Regions from separate parts of the Mus musculus genome. Here region 2 is linked to region 1. A link is a contact called in public HiChIP or PLAC-seq data. All regions are on one chromosome and are shown on one strand. Each heading gives the region's core, a stretch centred on a gene start, on an enhancer-like site or on the middle of the called end of the contact. The rest is flanking DNA. Distances are from core to core; before and after follow the strand shown. Region 1 holds the start of Pabpn1 (poly(A) binding protein, nuclear 1). Region 2 holds the start of Myh7 (myosin, heavy polypeptide 7, cardiac muscle, beta).

The links. HiChIP or PLAC-seq counts read pairs in DNA pulled down with a chosen protein or histone mark.
Region 2: a contact with region 1 is called in an H3K4me3 HiChIP or PLAC-seq map of embryonic stem cells, with 42 read pairs. The contact joins the promoter of Myh7 here to the promoter of Pabpn1 in region 1. A contact is called at or near these places in 20 of 39 promoter capture datasets (the 3T3-L1 cell line, the C10 cell line, the HPC-7 cell line and 15 more), 60 of 484 Hi-C or Micro-C datasets (the 63-12 cell line, the AML12 cell line, the BV-2 cell line and 36 more), 20 of 115 datasets of contacts at active chromatin or transcription factors (a beta-TC-6 cell line, bone marrow-derived macrophages, craniofacial prominence and 14 more) and 7 of 9 other capture datasets (adipose tissue, embryonic stem cells, embryonic tail and 4 more).

What each region holds. Positions count from the first base shown.
Region 1 is chr14:54,890,585-54,896,424 of GRCm38.p6, reverse strand. Pabpn1 (poly(A) binding protein, nuclear 1) reads right to left here and starts at 2,282. Exons shown (of 7, transcript NM_019402.2): 1 at 1,931-2,282; 2 at 1,463-1,577; 3 at 729-796; 4 at 502-608. The coding sequence starts at 2,269. It also overlaps a transcript of Bcl2l2 not described here.
Region 2 is chr14:54,992,442-54,998,281 of GRCm38.p6, reverse strand. It overlaps Myh7 (myosin, heavy polypeptide 7, cardiac muscle, beta), which reads left to right and starts at 3,733. Exons shown (of 41, transcript NM_080728.3): 1 at 3,733-3,771; 2 at 4,657-4,694; 3 at 4,923-4,978; 4 at 5,401-5,609. The coding sequence starts at 5,409. It overlaps Gm31251 (a long non-coding RNA gene), which reads right to left. Exons shown (of 9, transcript XR_001781261.1): 7 at 1,569-1,628. RefSeq lists an enhancer at 1,058-1,388.

The DNA of each region.
Region 1 (5,840 bases), core at 1,033-3,532:
AAACCTACTTGTTTTAATAAGCAATTACTATTCTTTGGGAAATGTTTTTTTTTGGTTTTGTTGTTTTTTTGAGACAGGGTTTCTCTGTGTAACCCTGGCTGTCCTGGAACTCACTTTGTAGACCAGGCTGGCCTCAGAAATCCCTGCCTCTGTCTCCCAAGTGCTGGGATTAAAGGCGTGCACCACCACGCCCAGCTCAAGTTAGGCCAGTCATGGTGGTATAAACCTGAAGTCTAATCCCAGTTTAATTCTGAGTTTAAGGCCAGCCTGGTCTATAGAGGTAATTCCAGTACAGCCAGGGTTAAACAGAGAAACTCTGACTTGAAAACAAAACCAACCGACCACATATATAAGAACCTTTAAAACGAGTTAACACTCTTTTGACTAGATTGACAGCACACATCAGCATGTTCAAGGTCCTAGGTTCGATTCCGAGCTCATGTATTTTTCACGTATTTTTAAAATGTGAGTAAAATGATCTCAACTTATCCTCCTACTTACCCTTTGGGATGGCCACTAAATTTGTCACAGAGTATAGTAACACGGTTGACTGAACCACAGCCATGAAAATGGGCTTCCAGCTCTTCTGCTGTTGCACCATAGTCCACCTAAGGAAAGGAACACTTGACAAGTACTGGGGAAACTCCAATTTGAACACATAACAAAGTAAGGAATAAGAAACAAAAGTCCCCCCCAAAACCCAAAGCAGACTATTCCTTGATACATACATTGCCAACGTAGATAGAGCGGGCATCAGCCTCCATCTTCTCCTCAAGAGACATGATCACTGGGCCAGCTTTTAGAGGGGAAAAAAATTACCTTAGGCAAGCACATCTTCTGCTCGATCAATACACACACACTTCCACCCGCAGGCTAAATTTTGGGTATACTTCTACTATACCAATTACCTATAACAGTGTTTAGCACATAGTAGGTTTCAATATACATTAGAGAAACTACCTCTTAAAAGACCATAAAAAACGGTGTTAAGATTTTACGTTTTTCAAGTCGAGTCTCTATTCAGCTTTAGCTGAAATGCCTCAAAGCAAACAAAACAGAATGGACTGAAATCTAACATTTTTAAAGAACTCCCTCCCTTACAGCCACCAGTCAGTTCCTAAGTCCTAACTAAAGGGTCTCCAACTGAAAAGTGTTAAGACTTGAAGGTCAAATGCCAGCTGATAATCGCCCCAAGAAGGGTACAGACAAACTAAGAACAAAGAGAAACACATTTATAAATGAGACAAAGGAAGGCACAAGACTATCTCTTCACCAAAACGGCTTGTGTCTAACAAAGGTCAGTAGAACACGTAATGGACTATGACCACAGCACCTGCCCAGAAAAAATTGCTCAGACGAGCAGCTTCATTCAAGGTCCCCGGCTTCTGCCACGCTGCAGTCTTCCCCCACTACCCTATCAACCAAAGATCCGGACTGTGCGTGCATGAGGCGATCTACTCACCATTGCCTGGGGGTGGACTCATATTCATCTGCTTCTCTACCTCGTTTTGTAGCTCCTTTAGCTTCTCAGCCTCTTCCTCCATCTCCCTGACTCGAGCTTTGATCGCTTCTAGCTCCTACAATGAATGAGCAGGGCATGCAGTTAACCAGACGCAGGGGCTGTGCCGTACATTTTGTCTGGGCCCGGCCACAGCCGTGCTCGGCCATTTCCCTCGCCTCGTGCGAGGGTCGTGATTGAAATAAAAAATATTATTTAAAAAAAACACGCAGAAAAAATGAAAAGAGTCAATTTACCTTCTCTAGAGCCACCCTAGACACCCATGATGCCCCACCAGGCCGCTCACGAACGGCCTCGGCCCGCCACCAGCCACGTTATTCCCCGCCCAACCCCACCCCCCGCCTGCCTGCCTCCTGTCCGTGCTCTGGGCCTCCCATGACCCGGCCCGCTCGCTCGCCCTCCTCCCCTCACCGGGTCCTCAATGGCGCCGTCGCCGGGGTCGGCCTCAACCAGTCCCGGCTCTTCCTCCTCCTCCTGACTGCCGGGGGCTCCCGAGCCGGGCCCAGGACCCGGAGCTCCCGGAGGGGCGCGGGGCCGGGGCGGCTCCTCTTCGGGCTCGGGCTCCGGCAGCAGCTCCCCAGGCTCCAGCTCCTCAGACTCCAGGCCGTTCCCGTAGTCCCCTGCGCCCCCCGGGTCCCCCTCCCCGGCCTCCCCACCGGCCCCGGGCACAAGATGGCGCCGCCGCCCCGGCCCGGAGCCCCGACCGCCCGCAGCCCCCGCTGCTGCTGCCGCCGCCGCCGCCGCCGCCATCGCCGCTCAGACTGGGGCCCGCCGATCGGCGATTGGAGAACTGAGCCGGCCACGCCGAGGATTCATTAGTCAGTCAGCCTGCCCGTTACCCCGAGCTCGAATACTATTGGGGAATTCTACTTGGCAATCAAACGAGGCCCCACCTCTAAGGCGGGCCACTGTGCCAAATTCTCTAAACCCGGTAGGTGAAATATGCCTGTCAATCAACACACCCCACCTCCTGTTGAGTCCTTAGGTAACAATACGCCCGCACTGTGACGACCTTCCGTTCATCCTCCACCCATGGGCGGGCCCACAACATGGAGGATGCTCCGCAATTGGCCTCTGACTGGTGAGGCGAAAAGGACCAATCTTCCAAACGCCTCACCGAAGTGGCCCATTCTTGGATGCCGATTGGCTTATGGGATTCGACGGGCAGACACCCGTTGTGCGACAGGTGAACCTTGCTCTCGAAAGGATGGCCTGGCTTAAAACTAGGGAATTCCTAGGCGGAGTGTGGTGGCGTACGCCTTTAATACCAGCGCTCAGAAAGCGGAGGCAAGTAGATTTCTGTGAGTTCAAAACTAGACTACTTACAGAATGAGTTCCCAGGCCAGTCAACACTACATAGAAAAGTAACCTCAAAAATAAAAAAAAAGTAAGGATCAGCAAACCTCACTCCCACTAGGAGTTGTGTCCCGTTGTTCTGCATAGGTTATTGTTTTAGACTAAGATTCAGCCAGTTTTCTTGCCTAACTTATTACAACACCCTCTTTTTCTTGGCCAGCTGACGTGTCAAAAATTCCTTACTTAGGGCTAGTTTGCAAGTATGGTCTCCACACTTTCCCCGGTTTACCCGAGGTTCACAGCTTTAGTCCCATATGTGCAGTTTCTCCTAAACCAGACCACCTCAGTGAGAATGCCTTCCACCAGGTTTCCCATTTTATCTTGAGACAAGTGGGCCTATTTCCACTGCACTCTTAACCGTTCTGTGCTCCTTCCTAGCTAAGCAGAGTGCCCGCAGACAAGGGGCCAAGTCCTGTTTATATTTCTATCCGCAAATTTGTGTGATTATTGGGTGACTGCAACTTCTAGGTGTAATTTCCTAGCTTCCAAACCACTTTGAAGACCACTGGGGGAAATTCTCCATGCAAATTCTCAAGACAGCTCTGCACCTTCAAATAACCATGAGATCTGGCCCTGGAGACGATAGTATGATACCCACACTCCAGAAGAAATTCCACACATTTATAAAAATTAAAGAACAGTAGTGCTAAATCTGCAAGAGGACGGACTTTTTGTAGACAGACCAAACTACAAGTCTGAGGGATAGATTCATACAAGCACAATCAAAATGGCTAACTTGGTCGCACCAGGGGAGTGGGGCAAAAGCAAAGTCGGAAGCACAGCTGATTGACCCCACAGTTGCAGGCCTTACCTCAGAAGCTTGGGAGCTGGAAGCAGAGTCGCACTCTTGCTGCGGATCCATCTGAACTGAAGTTGATCACCGAAGTCAGGCACCAAATGCGTTCCAAAGAACCTTACACCGATTCCAGCCAATTCAAAATCTGAAGGGTTTGCTGGCACCCAATTTAAGCAAGGTTAACTAAGGGAAATGTGATTACCAAATGCCTTCGTGTGATGATGGTGGTGTTTGGAGACAGGATCTAACTGACTGACTGACTGGCCTGAAACTCAATTTATAGTTTAGGCTGACCTAATCTCACACAGACCCCACCTACCTCTACTCCCTAAACCCTGGGAATAAAGGTGTGTGCTGCCACACCCATCTGTTAAATAACCTTTGCAAAACCATATTCCCCTAAATCCTTTAGATTGAATTTTGTTGTTTGATACAGGATCTCTGTGTAGCCCTGGCTTTCCTTGATCTCTCTCTGTAGACCAGCCTGGCTTTAAACTCCCAAATGCTGGGATTAAAGGCATGCGCCACCACCATTGCCCGGCTGTGTGTTTTTTTGTTTGGTTGGTTTTTTTGTTTTTTTTTTGTTTTTGTTTTTGTTTTGAGACAGGGCTGTATTATATAGTCTGGCCTTACACCTGAGATCCTCCTACCCGAGGAGCATGCTGAGGTTATTATTTTCCTCTCAGCATTGTGATACACATGTGTAATCTTAGCACCTGAGAAGCTGAAGCAGAAAAACAACCAGGAGTCCCAGGCCAGTCTGCACAGTGAGTAACTAGAGTCACACGCCTTTAATCCCAGCACTGGGAGGCAGAGGCAAGTGGATCTCTGTGAGTTTGAGGCCAGCTGGTCTATAGGTTGGGTTTCAGGACAGCCAGGCCACAGAGAAACCTTGTCTCAAAAGCCACAGCTCTTGATATTCTTACAGAGGAGCTGAGTTCAGCTCTCTGCACCTACATGCTCACTCCACCCGTAACTTCAGCTCTATCGAATCCAACACCTTCTGGCCTCCACAGGTACTAACACACATGCACATACTCTCTCCCACACACGTATACATTTTTAAAATCTTTAAAAAACAAAATATCCCACAGAGCTAGGTGTGATAACATAACAGACTCCTGAATTCCTAACACTTGGGGGGTGGGGAAGCAGAAGCATCAGGAGTTCGAGGCCAGCCTCACTTATATAGGAAAGCTGAGGCTAGCCTGGGCTACATGAGACCCTGTCTCAAAAAAAAAAAAAAAAAAAAAAACGGGGGGGGGGCTGGGCCCAGAGACAGGTTGAGTTCAAGGTCAGCCTTATCTACATAGTGTGTTTCAGGACATAGTGAGCTACATAGCTACAGAGTAAGATCCTATGGCTTCTGACCTCCAAATGCTAGGATTAAAGGCTCTCTCAATTTTTAATGAGGCCCCTAGAAAAATGTAAAACTCTTTTTGTGACTTGCATTATATTTCACTGGTCAGTGATGACATATGACTTGAAGCCTTATGCTATTTTGAAAGACTTACTACTTTTCTATGTATGTATATGTGTGTTTGTGTGAATTTATGTGTAGCACTGACATGGAGGCGCCCACAGAAGCCAAAGGGTATCAGATTCCAGGGAACTGGAGTACAGGTAGCTGTGAGCTGTTCTATGGGTGCTGAGATGTGAACCAGGTCCTCTGTAAGAGCAGTAAGCACTCATAATGCTGAGCTATCTGTCCAGCCTTTCGAGTCTCTTTTAGAAAAGATCCTGGTATCTTCTGATGTGGTCCATCCTAGCTTGCAGTAACTTCCTAGCTCAGACCTTGTACAGAAGTGAGGTAGTATTTAAATGTGAAAGGGCTTCTACCAGGCTGCTTCATTTCAGCTTTGACTGGATAACTTTTAAAACATATTATTTCTGTATGGGTCTGTGTTCTGGTGCCCACAGAAAACAGAGGTGTTTATCATCTCCTGGAGCTGGAGGTTTGAACTACATGGCACTGATCCTAGGATCTGACCTCCTCTGAGTTAAGCAGCAAGTGCTCTTAGCCACAGCCATTTCTCTAGCTCAACTGATAGGCTGTTTCATTCTCTTTTTCAACTTTTTATTTGAAGGAAGCACATGTCATGGCACTCATGTGAGCTGCCAGACTCAGTATACCCTTTCCATTGTCCAAGACTGAACTTGGATTGCCAG
Region 2 (5,840 bases), core at 2,484-4,983, 100 kb before region 1:
CAGGAGCTTTCTGTGTGGTCCCCAGACACAAAAAGCATTTAGCTAACTCTTCACTTCCCCTCCACTTCCATTTGTTTTCCTGACAATGTTGCCATTTTGCTGGGCCAGCTTTTGGTGGGCTTGGGGTTCACCATGGTCGTGAGAAAAGTTTTATAGGTAGCAGCAGGGCAGTGGTCTCCTGACTCAAGGCTATCCTGTGGAGATGGGTTAGGTCTAGGATCACGTGAAGGTCTTGTCTTCAACCAATGAGACTTGGTGGGCTGAGGGAAATGCTAGGGGCCAAAAAAACTAACTCTGGTGTCTGCAGTCTGGGTCCCTGGTGTTGGTGTTCCTGGAGATAAAAACCATTATGAAGTCTGTTATGTGCTGATGTGTGCTAGGTCCCTCACCTGTGTTTAGTCTCCATAATCCTTGCAAAAAACCACATTGATGGCAAAACTGTCTCAGGGAGTTATGTGACTGACCATACAGCTAGAAACTGTGGAGCAAGGTCTCAAAGGGGATCTCTGTGCTCCCCGGTAGCCCCCCCTTTAAGCTCCCTCAAGCTTCTAGACTGGCCACTCCACACAGTGCCCTCTCCAAACACTCTTGAAGGAGAGATCTACCTGCTTAATAGACTCTTATTGAAACTGGTCTGCCTCCCCAGCTGGTCCCTGTCTATCAGAAAGTCGAGATTGGGGTGCCTGGTGTATTGAGTGGGCGGTGTTTTGAGTATGCAGAGAACAAAGCATTTTGGAACCAGCGGAGTACAAAAGAATGACAAGAAGGAGCAGCTGCTTGTAAAGAGAAACCTGAGAGAGACTAGCTCAGCTCCCTAATCCTGGCCCATGTGGAGCCAGGGATAGGTTCTCCAAGGTCAGGGGATACAGGCAGCTAGGGGCAAGTGCTGGCTACCACTCCTGGGTCCCCTCTCCTGTTCTCAGACAACTAAGGCCTCCTCCTCCCCTTGGGCCAGACGCCCTACCTCTTCTGCCTCCTCCTGAGCCTCTCCCTTTGGGTTTTGAGATTCCTTTCAGAATTCTCTTTCCACGCTCAGTTCTCCTTTAGTTCAAGACTGCAGACCCCCACCTCCCCCTAATTCCCAGCAGTAATTTTAGCAAACTTTCCGCTGGTCTCCACTGGCATGTTCACAGCAAATGGCTCCTATTTGGACCTGACATTTGATCAGTGTGGTGACAGAGCCCAGACAAAGCAGGCACAATGCCTGGGGAGGGGAGGCTCGGGAGGCGGATCACCTTCCTTCTGTCCAGGCCTTATTTGGTCGACCTCAGCGAAGCAGCCTCCCTTTTTATTTATAGCACTTGCTGCCCCTTTGTCTTGTCTCTTGTCACTCTGTAGTGTGCTCCACATCACCACCCACTCCTCACATGGGTTCGGGCCCCCATTCTCTCCACTAGGAATGTCACGCACGCATGCAAAGCACAAGCTGTACTCTGAAGCCTGGGTCCACTGCTACAATCAGCTGGACAAAGCTCCCGGAGCAGGGGTCTTTGCTTTGGTTCATTGTTACGTATCTCCATTGACCACATCAGTGCCAAGCTCAAAGTTGGCCCTCAATGAATACTCACATAGGAAAGGATGGGAAGAGCCACCCAACCGCCAACAGCAGCAAGCAGGAGGCCAAACATCTGGGATATGAGACAGAGATCTTAAAATTAGGAAACTGGCTTTTAAATTCTGCCTTGCAGAGTTGAGAACAATACTCCAAAAACACCTTTAGACCAAAGCCCTCCAAACCTGAAAGAAGGGGGAAAGGGTGTGTGGCTAAGTTGTAGAGATGGCTACCTAATCCCACAGCCACACAGGTTGGCCCCACTCAAAGACACTGGCTTTAAAATGGCTCGCCTGAGTCCCAAGCTTTCTTTATCCATCTCAGTGCGTGCACCTGTGCCTGAGCCCTCTCCCAGAGCATGGCGGGAAGGCACCTTCTTCTGTTGGGAAAGCTAGAAGAGCCTGGGAGAGCCTGGTGGTACGCCTTTAATCCCAGCACTTGGGAGGGAGAGGCAGGTGGATTTCTAAGTTCGAGGCCAGCCTGGTCTACAGAGTGAGTTCCAGGACAGCCAGGGCTATACAGAGAAACCCTGTCTCAAACCACCCCCCACCCCAAAAAAAAGAAGAGCCTGGGAGAGCTTTAGCCTTCCTTCGGCCCTGGAGGTTCCTCCTAGGGAGGCTGCTCTATTAATACCTGGCAGGGTCGCAAGACCAGTTCTTCAGCAACTGCAACTGCATTCTGAGGACTGCGGAGCTGCAGCTGCATTGAGGTGCAGCCCCTACAGTCTGTGGTCCTCCCCCCACCTTCCCCCTGCCTTCCCCCTGCACACTGCACACAGCTGCTCAGCATCCTTACCCCTGCTTTGGTTACCAAGAAACCCCACAGAAGCCCTTCCTGGATTTTTCCTTTCCCTGCCATGCCTACCCCACCTTCACAATGTACCTGCTTTGCTGGCAGCCCATCCCCCAGGCCTGCCTCTCTCCTTCAAACTGACATCTAATCAACTGGATTAATCCGCATGCGCTCAGAGCTGTGTTTGGGAAGAAAGGGGATTTCAAACTAAACCCTGAGTCTGTTGCCTAGACACCGAGCAGTGAAGCTTCTATAGCTGGAAGAACAAGAACGAGGCTGGGTGCCAGCGTTGCTCCCGGGGCCTGCAGGGGAAGACAAGGTCTCTCCTGTCCTGTCCCTCTCTCCACTAGGAAGAACAAAGATTGCACCCACGGCTAGACAGAGGCCAGGTGGACCAGGCAGCCGTAGCCATATCATCTACAGCCCTGGGTAACCCTGGGAGGCTCAGGCCTTGCGCCTCGAAAATCTGCAGGGCAGCGCTAGAACAGGAAAGGGCTCTAAAGCAGGACCATGAGCAACTGGTCCTCCTCCCCAAACAGCTTTGGCATACTTCTTAGCATCCCTAGCCCTCCTCCCCTGATTGGGATCAACTTCCTATCTGCTGAGGTTCCCCACTTTTGCTTCGCTGAAGCTGTGCAATCTTAGAGGAAGCATCTCCCACCCCCACCCCCACCCCCTAAAGCAAAGCACTTAAATGGATCACTAAAGATCTGCCTGGCTCTGAAGCACCATGATCCCAGGGACACATTGCCTGCTGGCCCAAGGAAAGCAGTGTGTGAGCCAGAATTCCTGTGTCCAAACTCTCTGGTCCTAACAGGAACCTACTACCTTCTATCTGCTCCAATCCAACCACCATACCAGAGCCATGCCCCCAACTCTGCCCTGCCCCTCTCAGCTGCTGTGACCCAACCCCTTCCCACCTCAGACAGATGCAGGACTCAAGCCAGGAGTGTGGGGAGGATACTGGAAATAGGGCCAGGCTAGCACTGGGGGCAAGGCTTCTAAGGGGGCAGCAATGCCAGGGTCAGCAGGACCCTCTTGCAGGCCAGCCAGGGCCCTGCCTGCTTGAGGTCGTGGTGGTCGTGGTCAGCTTACTCTCTAGTGAGCCGTGGAATGTTAGAGATATTTTTGCTTCACTTTAAGCTGCCCCACCCCCTGGAACTCAGACCCTGAACATGCCATGCCACAACAATGACGACCACTTCCAATTGTTTCCTAGCTGGGGGAGGAGGGGGGAGTACTGTTTGGACAAGGGAAGGGGGGGAGAGTCGGGGGAAATGCTTTTAGTGACAACAGCCCTTTCTAAATCTGGCTAGGGACTGGGTGCAGGTGGGGGATGGGGCACCCTGCTGCCCCATATATACAGCCCCTGAGACCAGGTCTGGCTCTGAGCATTCTCCTGCTGTTTCCTTACTTGCTACCCTCAGGTAGGAGTGGGAGCTGGAGGCTTCCCTCTGGGATAAGGGGCTCCAGGTTCAGGAAGTGATTCCTCTAGAACAGCAGCGGGCTTCTGGCATGTAGTACCAGGTTATCATTGAACACTCCTGTGCAGATCTAAATACGCATGCTTGTGCCGTAGGAATGTGGGAGCCCAAGTGTTCCAAGGTGGGGGGTGGATATCTATATGTGCATATGGCCCAGAATGCAATAGCAGTGTGTGAGCATGTGCGTGCATGTGTGCGTGCGCAAGTACAAGCACACATATCTTAAATGTAAGGATCAGTTTATATTTTATCACATAAGGTACCTCATGCCTGGTTACAAGCATTTTGGCAGAAGAGGGACAGAATGATGGAGAATAACTCTTAAGGAAGCCAGTTCTGTGAACACTAGAGCCTGCCTATGTTTGGGGAAGTGTCTGACTGTACATAGAGGGGTTATTACTATGTAGGATATGACCCTGCGTGTAGTCTCTGAAATAGCAGTTCACAGACATGCAGGTGTGGGGGGCTCTGGTCTTCGTATGCTGAAGAACACGCAGCCACAGGAGCCTGCCTATGTGCTGGGCTGTTTGCACATGAACACTGTGGGGAGCATGTGTGCTGAGGATGGAAGGAAGTTTACATTCACGTCAAGTGTGGGCACAAGCAGAAGGCATGTGTATTTATCAGGGCGTGTGCAGGGGAGGCTGGGGTGTGCGAGGGTAGTCAGAGGGCTGTTGGAATCATGAGGCTCGAGTCTGAAATCTGGACTCTGCTACTTGTCCTGTGCTCTGAGAAAAGTAAGGCTTCAGCCTCCACTTCCTCACGTACCCAAGGGGCAGCCGCGAGAGTGAACAGCAAGAGTGCATTGTGACTATTGTTGTGTTGTAGGTGGCTCCGAGAAAGGAAGCCTCAGCAGAGGAGTACAGGTAAGGGTAGAACAGCCCCTAAGGGCGGAGGACTGGGGCTCGGAGGTTGTTAGTCTTTGGGAGAAAGGAGATAGAGCTTGAAAAGGAAGGATGCCAGTGACCAGAAAGGCTGACCAGCGCTGCTAATCACTCTTCCACGTGCTGAAGAACAGAGCCAGAGAGGAGGGAGGTGCCAGAAGCCAGGCTGGGCCACAGCCTGTCCTGACACCGTCTCTTCCCTTTCTCCAGCTCTTCTACAGGCCTGGGCTTACCTCTCTATCACTAGACACGTTTGAGAATCCAAGGTGAGAAAAGTTGGAGTCCAAATGTTGGGAGATCTGGTAAAACTGCACATAGTTAAAGCCCAAAGCCCCAAGCCCAAAGCCTGGCAGGTTCCTTTCTGCCTGCTCAGAGACAATGGCCTGGTGTCCAGAAGCTTCATACTCAGGGCCAGTGAGGGGCAGGGACTATTGACAGTCAGAGATTGATACAGAGTTCTTTCCCCGAAATACGGTCAGGACACACTCAAAGAGTGCTCCAAGTGAACGAAAGTAAAGCTGCCCCCTTGCCTTGGCACAGTTGCCAGGCTGCTCTCTGGTTTAGGGGTGAGCCTGGAGAAGGGTAAACTCCTGAGTGCTGAGCACAGTACTGGATTTGGGAGCTGCCACTGAGCGGGAGAGCCCAAGGTGCGGGAAGGCATATAGGTAACAGCTGCTCCTCACCCCAGGCTCAGCCATGGCGGATGCAGAGATGGCTGCATTTGGGGCTGCAGCCCCCTTCCTGCGGAAGTCTGAGAAGGAGAGGCTGGAGGCACAGACCAGGCCCTTTGACCTCAAGAAAGATGTTTTTGTGCCCGATGACAAAGAAGAGTTTGTCAAGGCCAAGATCGTGTCCCGAGAGGGTGGCAAAGTCACTGCTGAGACGGAGAATGGCAAGGTAGGTGTCGGGACTGGTGTGGGGAGGCCACTCAAGAGAGCCCCATACCTAGGGTGCCCAGAGAGGGGACAGGCGTGCACACCTGAGGACCCCCAAGCTTCCCGTCCTTTGGGTAGGGTGGGGGTCCAAACTCTCCCAAAAGTCTCCTTACTCCCAACATCTAACTCCAGTCTCTCCTCAGCTATACACCCCCCCCCTGCCCCCAACTCCATACCTTGCCGTGCTGCCCTC